Regions from separate parts of the Mus musculus genome. Here regions 2 and 3 are each linked to region 1. The links are chromatin contacts, called in public ChIA-PET and promoter capture Hi-C maps. All regions are on one chromosome and are shown on one strand. The core of a region is the stretch at or near the end of the contact, and the rest is flanking DNA. Distances in the headings are between cores, read along the strand shown.

Region 1 (4,647 bases), core at 1,241-3,740:
CTTCAATATACAAACGTGGAAGGACACAATCAACTCATAACACTGTTAAAAGTGTAAGGCATCAGCCAGGTGGGGTATAGCAGGAATGTAATCCCAACATAGGGGAGTGGGAGTAGGAACAGTTTAAGGTCATATTGGCTGTATATTGAGTTACATGAGACCCAGTGGTAGGGGAAGCCTAACATGGTGGCACATGCCTTTAACCCAGGGCTCAGGAGGCAGAGACAGGTATATCACTGAATTCCAGGCCAGCCTGGTCTACAGACTGAGTTCCAGGACAGCCAGGGCAACACAGAAAAACTGTCTCCCAAAACCAAAACCAAAAAAAAAAAAAGGCTTAGTAAATAATATTGCTTTACTTTGTGAAATGTTAAGGTAAAGTTACTATGTTTTTATTGACACTGTGTCAATAAAAACAAAACGCCACATTCCATTCTATTCCAACTCAAGAACATCAAAGTACCCTGCAGAGAGCCGAACAGCTTGCCTCTGATAATATTCCCCAGTGGGGAAGGAAGGAACAGATACAGCCTAAGAGAAGATCTCCACGGAAAGGCTTCTCCAACACCAAGTGGAGGCTCTTGTAGCCAGAGAAAAGCCAAAGCTCTTCTGCACCCACTGCTTACAGGAATGCAAGCCCTGCTTGCAACAGGACTAGAGAGGAGGCTCAGCAGTCAAGAGCACCTGTTCTCGAAGACCAAGGTTTAATCCCTAGCACCTACACAGCCACTCACCATCATCCTTAACCCCGTCCCAGGAGACCATCCGGAATGCACACGGTGCACATACATGCAGGCAGGCAATAACATTCCTACTAATAAAGTGAAAGAGATCAGTGTCAATCAAGCCTTTTAAGAGTGTTGCAAGAGCGGAGGGTGCACAGAGCGTGTGCCAGGTACTGATGTGAGTGTTTTGTATGGTTGGATTCATTTAAGGAACCCAATTAACTCTCAGTGAAGGCGAAGTGCCAAGAGTCTGGCCCTCGATCCCACAGCTGCACGGCTGAAGCCTCCCCTTTCTCCTCCATGAAGTGTGGACAAGTCCCCAGCCTCAGGGTTACTCTGAGAATTAAACACAGTAACATAGGGAGGCAGAGCACTTCAGCCTGGAAGGTTTTGTTATAATTTCCTAGACTCAAAGAAACTAGCACATCTGGAAAAAAAAAAAAGTGTTCAGAATTCACGTAATAAAGACAGAAAACAGGAAAATTTGCGATACTTTCTGCCATATCTCAGTTTGCCTTTTTGACATGTACATCCCGGCCGAGGTGAACTTGAAGGGATGGTTGATCTATTTGGTCCTGGTGGCTGATCTCTAATAAGCCTGGTCACCACCACATCAAAGGAGCCACTGAGACAACAGACTAGTGAAGTCAGGAGAATGCAAATCCTGCCCACACTTCAAAGGGAGCTCTTCTCTGAGAAGTTGTTACAGGCCATTGTGTAAACTATACAGCCCAGGGAGCTACAGGCACACCAATCCAGCATTCAGAGACTCATGACATACACCCAGGACCTAAAATATCTCCCCAGAAAAGTTCTCATTCTACCACCTTCTTAATTTCTGCTTCACACGACCAAACAGTGAACAAGTGCCTAGAATGGAGCAGGCTGTGGTGGCACAGGCCTATAGTCTCAGCACCTGGAAGGCTGAGACAGGAGGATTACCACAAATTCGAGACCATCCTGGGCTCCACATCGAGTGCCAAGGCAACTGGGTACCTAGGAAGACTCTGCCTAACAAACAACCATCTAACACTGGGCAGGTGGGACCGGCCTGAAACGCATCTCATGGGCAGCCCTCTGCTCCCTGGGCTTCAACCCTCCGTTTGCATATTTGGTGTTTGAAAGCCACTACCAGAAAGGAGCACTTCTTCACATTTTGGCTGGCGGTGGAACGGTGGAGAAGACCGAGGGGTATAGAAGGCCGATCTGCTTTTTTCTGAGCAGGTGCTCCGGAGCCCAACCTTTGAACTCCGTGCCGTTGGCGTTGGTGGTGGTATACCCGCAAATCAACAACAGACCTTCTCCACCTGTTTAAGGTCCAGTGTTTAGAGAGAAGGAAACAGAACTAGAGGTTTCCTGGAGCTCCCCTAATTACCCAGGAAGCAGCCACACAGTGGGCAGATCCCACTCGGCACAGAGTTCCCAGGAGGAATTCCTCCAGCCAGCGCATTCTTCTCCCAGACCCTTGAGCATCTCCCCGGACCTCCTGCGCGTTCACACCTCTCTGTGCACCCCCACCCCGCGCGTTCACACTCCAGGCTTCCTAGCAGCCCAGCCCCCAGCCCGCGGACCCCCGCGCGTGCCCTGCGCCCCCGCCGGGAGCCGGGAAACGTGCGGCACGTGCGCTGCGCGGTGATTGGCAGCTGCGGACTTGAGGCTCCGCACCCCCACCCCGCCTCGCATCCTGCTTGGGGAAGGGGAGTCGGGAGCTGCGGCTGGTCCAGCCTGACTGGCTTTCGCTGCTCGCTGCCCGGAACCTAGGAACAATGACACTTGATGGGGCCGAAGGAGGCGGGAACTGGGCCAGTGCTCTTGTGTTCCGGAACCGCTTGAGCTTGCTTTATGAGGCGTGGATACTATTCTCGGGGGGTGGAAATACTTTCTATAAGTGCTGAGAACGTGTTTTCCACAGTTTTGTCTGGAGCCCAGAACATTTTAACCCCAGCATCTTAAAAGACAGAGCCAGGAATTTAAACCCCACCCCCACCCCTTCGATAGGCTTATGGGAGTTAGAAAAGAGTCTGAGAAAATGACAAAGGCGCAGCTCCTGTGGGTAGCTAGGGATAGATGCTCCGCCTCATACGGGACCAGAAAGATGTCCATGAAAGGATCACATTGGCTTAACTGGGAAAGCGTCCCAAAGGAGGTGATTGGACAGAGGTGGTAGGGACCATGCCGAACACCGCTGCCTGGCTGCGGCGCTCAACCCCGTACAGAAAGAACAGCTTTCCAGTGAGCTGCTCCGGAGTGTGAACCGCGAGGCCAAAGAGGCCTTGTGATTCTCGGACAAATAGTAGCTCCTGGAACCGAGCGGCACCAATATAGTAGAAACCTTACAGCCCCATCTGTAAGGGACATCAGAAACCTAGACACTAAGAACCTTCTCTTGGACTCTCTCTCTCTCTCTCTCTCTCTCTCTCTCTCTCTCTCTCTGTGTGTGTGTGTGTGTGTGTGTGTGTGTGTGTGTGTGTGTGTCTTTTGCAGAAGTCTGGCATAGGTGTGTATGACATCCCCACCGTGTCCCTGGATTCTGTGATTTGGATCTGAGAGCCTGTCTGACCTCTGCCACACAGCGGGAAGTGGAGGAAAGGGAAGGAAGCCAGGCTGTGCCATGTCCTGTGTCACTTTTCCCTGCTGCAGATGTTTAATGCTTTAGTGTTTTCCATTGCTGCCCACTGAATTATTTCACTCATTATAGCAAGAGTAAGTCTGCATATGGGGGCTGTGATTAATTAATCCACACCCAAAGTGCCACAGCCAGTTAGTGCTGCTTTGGGGCTGCAGTGCAGGTGTTCTGACTGGAAAAGAAGAGCAATTTACATCAAAGGAAGAGACCTCGCCTGGCTAAGATCCTCAGCTGAAGTGCAATGAAGGGATGAATAGGTTCTTTGCTCCCTCAGTCTAGTTTGGTTGCTTGGTTTGGTTTGGTTTTTCAAGACAGGGTTTCTCTGTGTAGCCTCTCAGATACTGAAACTGAAAGCAAGTACCACCATCACCTGGCATAGGCAACTTAATCTTACGGGACTATCATTATCTTCTATAGCCCGGGGCAGCCTTGGACTCATTACCTGGCCAGGGACGGCTTTGAACTCCTGACCCCTCCTGCCTTGTTTACTTGAAATTACCGGGATAGAACACCATGATCAAGGCGACTTGAGAGTGTATTTTTGGCTTACGGTTTCAGGAGGATCCAGTACATAATGATGGGGAAGCCGAGGCAGCAGGCAGGCAGGCAGGCATGGTGTCAGGAAACTGAGATATCACTTCTTTTTTTTTTTTTTTTTTTTGGTTTTTTGAGACAGGGTTTCTCTGGCTGTCAGGGTAACTCTGGCTGTCCTGGAACTCACTCTGTAGACCAGGCTGGCCTTGAACACAGAAATCCACCTGCCTCTACCTCCCAAGTGCTGGGATTAAAGGCGTGTGCCACCACCTCCCGGCAAGATGTCACATCTTGAACCACACACAGAAAGCAAAGAGCTAACTGAAACTGGGGCAGGGCTGTACACTTTCAAAGTCCTCCTGCAATGACATACTTCTGACTGCATAGTCACATCGTCTAGAGGTTCCATAGCCTTCCCAAATAGCTCCCCCAGCTTATGACCAAATGTTTAAATGTCTGAAACTATGGAGAGACATTCAGTTAAACTACTACCTGCCCCCATCTCCCAAGAGCTGGGACCACAAGTGTGTAGCACCACCACCTGCTCAGCATTGTATATTTGATCTGTGGCATGGCTGTGCCCCTGAAGTGACTTGAGATGAGCAGCAAGGTACAGGACCCACAGACACGGTGTGATTTTTGTTGGTTTGGTTGGTTGGTTTTTGGCTTTTGGGGTTTCTCTGTGTAGTCTTAGCGGTCCTGGAACTCCATCTGTAGACCAGGCTGGCCTTGAACTCACAGAGATCCACCTGCCTCTGCTCC
Region 2 (4,647 bases), core at 1,582-4,081, 240 kb after region 1:
GCACACATGCAGACAGAGCACTCATATACATTAACAAATAAAATCTTAGAGAGAGAGAGACAGAGAGACAGAGAGACAGAGAGACAGACACAGAGAGAGAGAGACACACACACACACACACACACAGACAGACAGACACACACAGAGAGAGACACACACACACACACAGAGAGAGAGAGAGAGAGAGAGAGAGAGAGAAAGAATGAATCTTAAAACAAAACAAAAAGAGCTGGAGGCTTGGCCCAGTGGTTAAGAGCACTGACTGCTCTTCCGGAGGTCCTGAGTTCAATTCCCAGCAACCATATGGTGGCTCACAACCATGTAATGGGATCTGATGCCCTCTTCTCATGTGTCTGAAGACAGCTACAGTGTACTCATATACTTAAACTAATAAATCTTAAACAAAAACAAAACAAGGAGGCCCAGAATGATCCAGAATGAAAAAAATAAAACAGATTTACATAAGAAATATCAGGAGCCAGATACACTTCCAACAGTGAAAGACTAGTTAAACAAAGGAGGGCTCCCTACATACATACATACAAAGGAGGGCCTTCTACATTAGAGAACTTCAAAAACATATGCTTCAGAATTTGAACTAAATGTGTTTTAAAATAATATGCTCACAAGCATATCTGTGCATGGACCATGCTATGAAAACCATAGCTATGACTGCAGAATAACAATAGAGGAAACACAGTATGAAGAAGGACTAGAAGCAGAAACAACAGTGTGCTAGCCGTGGGTGACTCTTGCAGATTGTGGGTGACTGTTTTCTTTGTCTTCTTGAATTAGCTCTGTTTTCAATAGTGACTTATATCCCCTAAAAGGTTTTTTTTTAGTGGGAGTCTGAGTCTAAAGGCTCCAGGCAGCAAATGGCAAGCATTTAGCAGCTCTAATGACTAAGTAATTAATTCATGACTTAATGCCTTTGTTCTGGTACCCCAATTAAGTGTTACCATGTGTACAGCAATGTGCCGAGCCCTGAGGGCAATGCAGAATGACAAGCTGGTCCTCACGCCTTGGCGCCTACTGGGGCTCTCAACTGGGCTATAAGTATGAGCCTGTCTCACATGGATCCACTGGGCAACACCCCAGAACCCAGACAGCCATGCACTAGGGGTTTCAGGAGCGTGTTCCTTAAAGGTGTTGAAGGAAGAGGGTAGGCTCTTGTACGGAGGACACATGCCCATGGTTACTTCCATTTATACCATTGTTCAGAACTTAAAGACTATGCTAGCCCTTTATGATGAAAGAAGGCTGGCTGGGGAAGAACACAAGCAGGCAGGCAGGAAGACAGACAGGCAGACAGCCAGGCAGGGAAACAGGCAGGCAGGCAGGCAGGCAGGCAGGCAGGCAGGCAGGCAGGCAGGCAGGCAGGGAAACAGCCAGGCAGGGAAACAGGCAGCCAGGCAGGCAGGCAGACAGCCAGGCAGCAGGGTCCAGACCTTGTAGGATCTTGCATAAAGTAACAGCCACAGAAGCTCAGCATGAACCAAGCTGAGCTCCGTCTCCTCCCTTTCTCTGGCGCTCTGGTTTGTACGATGACTGTCATATGCCATCTCCTGACAGCTCTGGTGCAAAAACTCATTCTTTTAGCTTACTTCTGTTACCTTCTGAAAGGGCAGGAAACCCACTCTATTTATCTTTCTAATCATTTTGGGACCAAGCAGAAAATTGATAGAATGTCTGGATGTAAGTTCTGGTTGGATTGAATTAGAGTACAGTAGACACTTTAATGCAAGAGTCCCTCTGGCAACACTGGCTACATTGTGTAGGCTTTATTAAGTGCCCTTTATTTTAGGTGCCATGAAATTATCAGTGGTGTAAGCCACAACAGGGCAGGGCTTTCCCCCAACACGTAGAGAAGCAGGATACATGCAAAGATTTAGCTCAAACATAAATGTGATGGCACTTAGGAGTTGTTGTGGCTTATGAAGAAAATGCTGAGTCAGGCTGGATAAGGAGCCTGCAGAATGACAGAGATGATCAGCACTGTGACCATAGGGGTATAGGAAGTTTCATTTGTTTTGTTTTGTTGTTTGTTTTTAAATACGGTCGCATGTATCCCAGGCCTGCCTTGAACTCACTATGTACCCTTGAAGATGGCCTTGAAATTCCGATCCTTTTTCTCTACCTCCCAAGACTACAAGTGTGCACTACCCTGTCCAATTTATGTGGGACTAGGGATAGGGTTTCTCTATTTTTCTCTGTGTACCATTGACTGTCCTGGAACTCTCTACATAGACCAGGCTGACGTCAAACACACAAAGATCCACCTGCCTCTCCTTCCACCTCCTAAGTGCTGAGCTTACAGATAATATGCCACCACAACTTGGATTATCTTTGCCCGCTTTTTTTGTTGTTGTTGTTGTTGTTGTTTTTGCATCCTTTAATCTGTCTTCCTGGACCCTGTCTTTCAAGTCCCCATTACTAGTTTTTTCATGTGGCAGACACTCCGTGGGGCTCACTTGGAAGGTTTTAGACCTTAAGCCTTTCATGGACTGCTACCCCTCCCTGAACCCAAGCTGATGGCCAGAACGTGGTAGTCCCCATGCAGCCCCCAGGGACCTGTGTCCCCTACCTTCAGAGGAAATTGCTGGGTGAGCTCTGGCACGTAGGCGGCCCCTGCCTGCTTCTTGTGCAGAGACACAACCACGAAGTACTCGAAGAGTTGCCTCTCTTGGTACTCAATGAGATCCCGGTCAAGCGATGAGTATCGAGGGGCCTGCTTCAGGCGAGACTTCACATTGACCAGGCGCTGGCTGTGAGCTGTGGAGAGAAAGAAGCCACAGGCCTGTTGTGACTCATTTGTCAATGTGGAACTGCTCAGCATTCAACTGCTTATGTAATTCCTAGCTTCAGTACATTGTCTAATCCCCCGAGTCTTTCCACATCTAGCAAATTAGTAGAAAACTCTTTGGCTTCTTGCCAAACTTGTGGGAGGGGCGCCATTCATTTACAGGCCTGGCAACCAAGTAAGGCACAGGACCCAGGCTCAGGACTGGCCAGGGTTGGCTAAGCCTTGAGTCGGAAGGGCCAGGGGTTTTTAGGGTGGCGACTGTAGGCACCTTCCCCCTCGTTCACTGTCGTGTCTTCAGTTTGTGTGATGTTACAAAATCCAGACCATGGGACTTTTGGAGCTGAGAGCTTTGTAAACATCCTGTATGATGCGACAACAGAGACTCAGCTACCTCAGGAGCCCCCTCCCACCTCTGCTCCAGTCAGTTCTCTGCAGTGGGAACAGCCTTGCTTGCTCTGGGGGTGGCCCGGTAGCTGACGATGTCAGAGGTGAATGAGGGGGAGCCACTAGGTAGACCAGTCTTATCACCTCACTTAACACCCAGGGCTGCCCTCTCTGTTCTCTCATGGGGTCTGAAAAATCTCAAAAAAATGGACTCAGGCTTTGGACCCGGATTGCTGAACGCCAGGCCCACAGGCACCAACTGTTTTACCAACTTCATCTTTCAAGCAAGGCGCCGGAGGCTCTGAGAGTTTAAGACATTGCCTACAGCTCACACAGCCACTATCCAGTGTGGTGCCTGTCATCGTCAGAGGCGGAGGAACAGGTGGCTGCAGTACTGTCGCACCTGATCTCTGCACAGGCCTGGCCCACCTCTGCTCACACTTGACACTCATGCCTTGATCTGCAAGCCTGAGCAGGCCTTGTCTGTCCCTCAGCTGTAGAAAGGAGCCATGTCTATAGCTGCCCAGTCAGCTCACACTCACACTTGCTCTCCTCACCTCCCAGCCAGCTCATGCACCTGCTCTCCTCACCTCCCAGTCAGCTCACACACCTGCTCTCCTCACCTCCCAGTCAGCTCACATATCTGCTCTCCTCACCTCCCAGTCAGCTCATGCACCTGCTCTCCTCACCTCCCAGTCAGCTCATGCACCTGCTCTCCTCACCTCCCAGTCAGCTCAAGCACCTGCTCTCCTCACCTCCCAGCCAGCTCATGCACCTGCTCTCCTCACCTCCCAGTCAGCTCACGCACCTGCTCTCCTCACCTCCCAGTCAGCTCACGCACCTGCTCTCCTCACCTCCCAGTCAGCTCACGCACCTGCTCTCCTCACCTCCCAGCCAGCTCATGCACCTGCTCTCCTCACCTCCCAGTCAGCTCACACACCTGCTCTCCTCACCTCCCAGTCAGCTCACGCACCTGCTCTCCTCACCTCCCAGTCAGCTCACGCACCTGCTCTCCTCACCTCCCAGCCAGCTCATGCACCTGCTCTCCTCACCTTTCAGCTTCTCCTCTGTGTCGCTGTCAGACTCACTGTTCTCATCTGTCACTGGAACAAAGAACAAGGAAGAAAGAGGCATATATGAGCCCAGTGCAGGAAACAAACCCCAAACTTCTAGGTCATAGGTGGTGTTTTGCCAACTAAGTAAAAAGTGTCAGTCAAATTCTGCTCAACTTAATGATTTAGCAAACCGATTAGACCCTGGGTAAGAGGGCTCCTTCTGCAGACTACATACAGCAAGAGGCAGGAGCCCTCTGTAGTAGCCAGGAAGGTTGCTGCCAGAGTCAGGTGATGTGCAGCCCTCAGCTGACTTGATGGTAGGCAAGGCAGAGGGAGCCAGAGCATGTGCCACTGAGCTGGCTCCTGGCCCTTTGTCCCAGAGAGAAGAGCAGAAAAGAAGCAGCC
Region 3 (4,647 bases), core at 724-3,223, 140 kb after region 1:
GATGACCAAAGCCTCCACTAGGAAGTGCCCCGGCTCCGCCCAACCCCAAACCTATGGCATGGTCTCACGTGTTTTTTTTTTTGCTGGGGACTGAACTCTGGATTTTTTTATTTTATTTTATTTTTTTCTAGATAGGGTTTCCATGTGTAGCCCTGGCTGTCCTGGAACTCACATCTCTAGGCGAGGCTGGCCTCAAATGCAAGAGAAAAGCCCGTCTCTGTCCCTCAGTGCTGGGATTAGAGGTGTGTAGCCCACCACCCAGCTCGGATAGGTTTTTAAATAAGACTTTACTTGAGTTTGTGTTGTATGCGGGTTTGTATACAAATGCAGTTGTCCAGAGTCCTGGATCCCCTACAAGCTGCAGTTACAGGCAACATGGGACAGACATACAGGCAAAATATTCCCACACATAAATCTGAAAAAAATTTACCTGGGCAACTTGGAAGCTAAAGGATATGACTATGGGTTTGGTTTGACGCCAGTCTGAACTCCACAGTGAGATTTGTCTCAAAAATGTTAACTGGAGGAGCTAGAAAGATGGCTCAGCTGCTCTTCCAGAGTTCAATTCCCAGCAACCACATGGTGGCTTACAACCATCTGTAATGGGATCTGATGCTCTCTAGTGAGCATGAAAACAGAACACTGATGTGCATAAAAAATGTGAATCTGGGCGTGGTGGCGCACGCCTTTAATCCCAGCACTTGGGAGGCAGAGACAGGCGGATTTCTGCGTTCAAGGCCAGTCTGGTCTACAGAATGAGTTCCAGGATAGCCAGGGGAACACAGACACACCCTGTCTCAAAAAAAAAAAAAAAAAAAAAAGTGAATAAATAAATCTTGCAAAAATTACACTTTTAAGCCTGGTGTGGTGCTGAACAGCACTAATCTTAGCATTTAGGAAGGAAGAAGCAGGAGGATCTGAGTTCGAGGCCAGCCTGGTCTTCACAGTGAGTTCCAGGACAGCCAGGGCTACATGGAGAAATCCTGACTCAAACAAACAAAACAAAAAGATTAGTCTTTCAAGTTCCCAATCACCTGTCTTATTTAGGAGCCCGACTGAACCAGGCCTCACTGCAAGCACTTATTACTAGGAGAGAGACTGTGAACTTGTGGATGAAGGCAGCCTGGCCATCTTGAAGAGGCCCACTTCTAGCCAATCTACACATGATTAAGAACGATATGAGCAACTCTGCCATCTGTAGTTCTGAAGCCAGGTCATCACACAAGACCAATTTTTTTTTTTTTTTTAAATCGTTTTATTTGGGAAAAGTGCTTCTTACAAAAGGGCAGCTGCAAAATACAGAGGCCTCTGCAATGATGATGTGTTTTTAAGACTGGGTGAGTTCCGCGGAAGCAAAGCAGAGGACAGATCAGAGCATCTCCCACGTTATTTCAGGAAAGAGAGCAACAAAATGCAAAGGTGAAATTCCCGCCAAGGAATTTTAGCAACTTAACTTTTGCTTGCCTCGTGGGTGGCCGCACCCTCCCTTTTCTTCGGTGGGGAAGGGTTCATTACTTCTGCAAACCGACAGATACCTCTAGTACAACCAGCACCTCAGTTTGGAATCCACCTGTCTTCCTGTCAAAGCTCAGGGATGGAATGAGGCAGATACCCACAAAAACAAGCACAGAACCTCACAACAGGCCCCCTCAAATGAGGACAAAGTTTTTTCCAAAAAGTGCCTGACTGAAAAGGCTAGACTGTAAAACATTCAAAACATCAGTGTGTCCAAGACCCAGCTTGTACTGAGAGGGGGACAAGCAGGTCGTTTAACCTCTACAGCTGATCTCGTTTCTCTAGCATACAGACAGACAGCTACTGCTACGTTAACAACTACTGACATACTGCTTGGTCCTTTAAGATCTACCGACACATGTGGCTGAAACCACTAACCCACATCTGCCCACTAAAGCTAAGAATACTGCACCTATGCACAGATGGGAAGGAAGCTGCTCACATGCTCGCTCGTGCTCGCCCACCAAGTCCATCGACCCTTGGGAGTTAGCTGCCAGCTCTGCGCTGATGGAATGCCACTGCATCCTCCCTGTGTTTTTACATTTTTCTCAGGTTAACCTCAACACATTTGCACCTGGTTCTGGTTACCCAGTAGTCTTTCTTGCGTGCAACTGAACAAGAACCCAAACCCACAGGACAAGCACATGTAGGGGATTACAGGGCAGGGAACAGCTCTAAACCATGAAGGTGCAGATCTCCCAGAAACCTCGGGGAGCCCTCCCACATCTAGCGCAGAGAGCGACTTAGGTCCCTTTTTTCCCAATTGCCCCTATCCTTGGACCCCAAAGCAATCAGTGCTTTTTCCTTTGAACCTCAAAGGGGTCTCAGAATGAGTGTGCAAAGTCCATGAACACAACCTGGCTGAGGACAGATGGCGCAACAAACCTACACTAACTGTCTGACAGTTAAATTCATGTTACAAAAAACTAACTTTAAGATTTATTTTTGTAACTTTTGAAACAGAGAAAACAACACACTCTTGGGGGAGGTGAGGGTAGAGGAACAGGCCCTGGGAAGTGATCACAGCACCTGGAGTTTGAGAGGCCTGCCTAGGAGAGCCACACGCACTGCCACACAGCACAGGGGACAGCTACTGTCTGAGGCTCCGCAGACCAGTGCCCGCGCCACGCAACGCTGCTATAGATCCAAGTCATAAAAGTCCTCCAGCTCATCGTGAAACAAGTCCCACTCGTCCTCAGAGTCTGTCAGCTCGTCGTCCCCACCTGCAGCCAAAAGCATAAGCAACATCTCGCCCAGCTCAAAGGTGACAACCTCCTCTTCGTCGTTGTCAAAGGGGTTGTTCTCTCTCTCCTCAATGAGCTCCCAGAAGTGGCTCCTTCGTTGGGCCTGTAAGAAACAAGGCCATGATAGGGGTGGCACTGTCAAGCAGTGTCTTCTATCCTGTTGCTCATCAGGTAAACCGTGTGGCACAGAGGGAGGGAGGGAGGGAGGGAGTGCATGGCGGACCAGAGGTCTCCCTTAGTCCACCTTGCCAGTGCCTCCCCTTTGGCTATTTGTAGCCAACATGTTAGGCTAGGGCTTTTGAACACTGTTTCTTTCCTACCCCTTCCATCTTCTGAAGTCTGACTCTTTTACTCTAGTCTCCCCCACACCCCCACACCTGAGTGTCATTTTCCCCTACCCCAATATGTGCAGGTCTCAACTGACAGTGTGCGATTTCCCCTCCTTTAAAAAAAGAGTGAGAGTTACCCGGTATCTGCTTGATGTTCCCACTTTCTGTCTCTGTGGCTCCTCTCTACGGCCATCAGGGTACGCATGCTTGTAAAAACAGTTCCCTCCAAATGGGCAGCTCCCACGTCCTTCATCAAAATACCTGCACGCCTTGTTGCTGGAAAGGAAAATATCGCAACCCTTATTCACAGTGGACTTCAGGCCCGTATCGACTAGCATCAGGGGCTTCTCTTTAACAGGGGCAGAGCACAGCCCCCCGCAAATTGTGTTCTTAGAAACACGTGCTCCAAACACTGACTAGAAACGTCTCTGCTTAAATGTGCATGGTTTACCAGCACTAACACCAACTGAAAATCTTTTAGAATAATCACAAAGCACAAGAATTCCTAAGCCTTGACTCTCATGACCTGGAATGAGCTGGAATCCCTGCGCAGGCTTTAGCTAGAGTGGAGACTTCACTGTAAAGATCCCTCGGCATACACCAAGGACTGTGTTTAAGTTAAAGCAGGACACACACTGGGCAAGCAGTTATCCTATGCAGTAAGGAAAGGGTGGGTAGGTAGTAGGAGAGCAAAGGCAGCACCGCACTATCCGAGCGAGCCCGGCTGCTCATACCTCATGGCCTCCTTGTATTTCTGAATGAGTTTCTGCTTCTCTTCTTTCTCCTCCACCCAGTTCTCACTTGGAATGACAAAGTTAGATGTGATCCGGCATTCGGGGCAGGACCTGGGAAACAATGAACAGGCTGCAATGCACATTCCCTCCACTAGGCCCGCTCTTCAAGACACACCCTGGTGTGTCACCTTAACTGACAGGCACATGAACATTAGCAGAAAGGGATTCCAGTCACATCTGAACCTTTCTTTGGAGGAAAGACAAACTCCTTCAGAAATCAACTCAATGGCTAGCCAGTTTTTAAAAAAAGACTTAGGTAAAAAACAAAACAAAACCAAAAGAAGACATTTCACACAGACTCCTTCTTTCGTTTAAATAAATTTATTTCTTGTAACTTTGCTCTGTTTGGATTATGTGGCTTTTGTTCAGTTATGAGAACAGTTTTTAAAGGATGGTAGATTTTGGCTAGCTTAATGGATGGTATAGGAAAGTGGAAAGTGTAAGACACCAAGAAACATACATTCAGAGCTAGATGTTTGTTCAGGAAGCCTAAACTGTCTATCTAATCCATTAACACAATCTCCTCAAAAAGCATGAAGACTCTACTGATACACAGGGTTTCCTCATTCAAATAAAATAGACAGACCAACTAACCTAGCGGCTAGCTGAAGTACAAAGAAATCCCAATTAGAACACCCAGGTTCATGATAAAATACATGCATTTAAATGTGGTCGTTCTGGTTGGAGGTTGGCACAAGATACTAAACTCTTCCCGAAAATAGAAAGCACAAACGAAGATTGGGGAGGAGTCTCACTTTATGATCT

The links. ChIA-PET counts read pairs in DNA pulled down with a chosen protein or histone mark. Capture Hi-C pulls out chosen DNA fragments and counts their contacts.
Region 2: a contact with region 1 is called in a promoter capture Hi-C map of adipose tissue. The contact joins two enhancer-like sites. A contact is called at or near these places in 1 of 39 promoter capture datasets (embryonic stem cells), 1 of 115 datasets of contacts at active chromatin or transcription factors (pancreatic cancer cells) and 2 of 9 other capture datasets (adipose tissue and liver).
Region 3: a contact with region 1 is called in an RNA polymerase II ChIA-PET map of memory CD8 T cells, with 18 read pairs. The contact joins two enhancer-like sites. A contact is called at or near these places in 1 of 39 promoter capture datasets (macrophages), 2 of 484 Hi-C or Micro-C datasets (Th2 cells and nephron progenitors), 4 of 115 datasets of contacts at active chromatin or transcription factors (CD8 T cells, embryonic stem cells, memory CD8 T cells and 1 more) and 2 of 9 other capture datasets (embryonic stem cells and macrophages).

The regions. Positions count from the first base shown.
Region 1 is chr6:39,254,526-39,259,172 of GRCm38.p6, forward strand. The region is part of intron 1 of Gm34147 (a long non-coding RNA gene); the gene reads right to left. Among named protein-coding and RNA genes, the nearest start is that of Gm34147, 8.8 kb to the right of the region's middle. Within about 2 kb of position 2,491, at least 190 of the 459 cell types and tissues checked have an H3K27ac peak or open chromatin away from gene starts, as enhancers often do. A contact at or near this core is called in adipose tissue and memory CD8 T cells, where this site is marked.
Region 2 is chr6:39,490,415-39,495,061 of GRCm38.p6, forward strand. Dennd2a (DENN/MADD domain containing 2A) reads right to left here. Exons shown (of 19, transcript NM_172477.4): 7 at 4,240-4,290; 8 at 2,585-2,772. All of the region lies in intron 1 of Gm52860 (a long non-coding RNA gene), which reads left to right. Among named protein-coding and RNA genes, the nearest start is that of Gm52860, 22 kb to the left of the region's middle. Within about 2 kb of position 2,832, at least 85 of the 459 cell types and tissues checked have an H3K27ac peak or open chromatin away from gene starts, as enhancers often do. A contact at or near this core is called in adipose tissue, where this site is marked.
Region 3 is chr6:39,396,573-39,401,219 of GRCm38.p6, forward strand. Mkrn1 (makorin, ring finger protein, 1) reads right to left here. Exons shown (of 8, transcript NM_018810.2): 5 at 4,638-4,647; 6 at 3,823-3,933; 7 at 3,226-3,364; 8 at 1,249-2,862. The coding sequence ends at 2,653. Among named protein-coding and RNA genes, the nearest start is that of Rab19, 18 kb to the left of the region's middle. Within about 2 kb of position 1,974, at least 15 of the 459 cell types and tissues checked have an H3K27ac peak or open chromatin away from gene starts, as enhancers often do. A contact at or near this core is called in memory CD8 T cells, where this site is marked.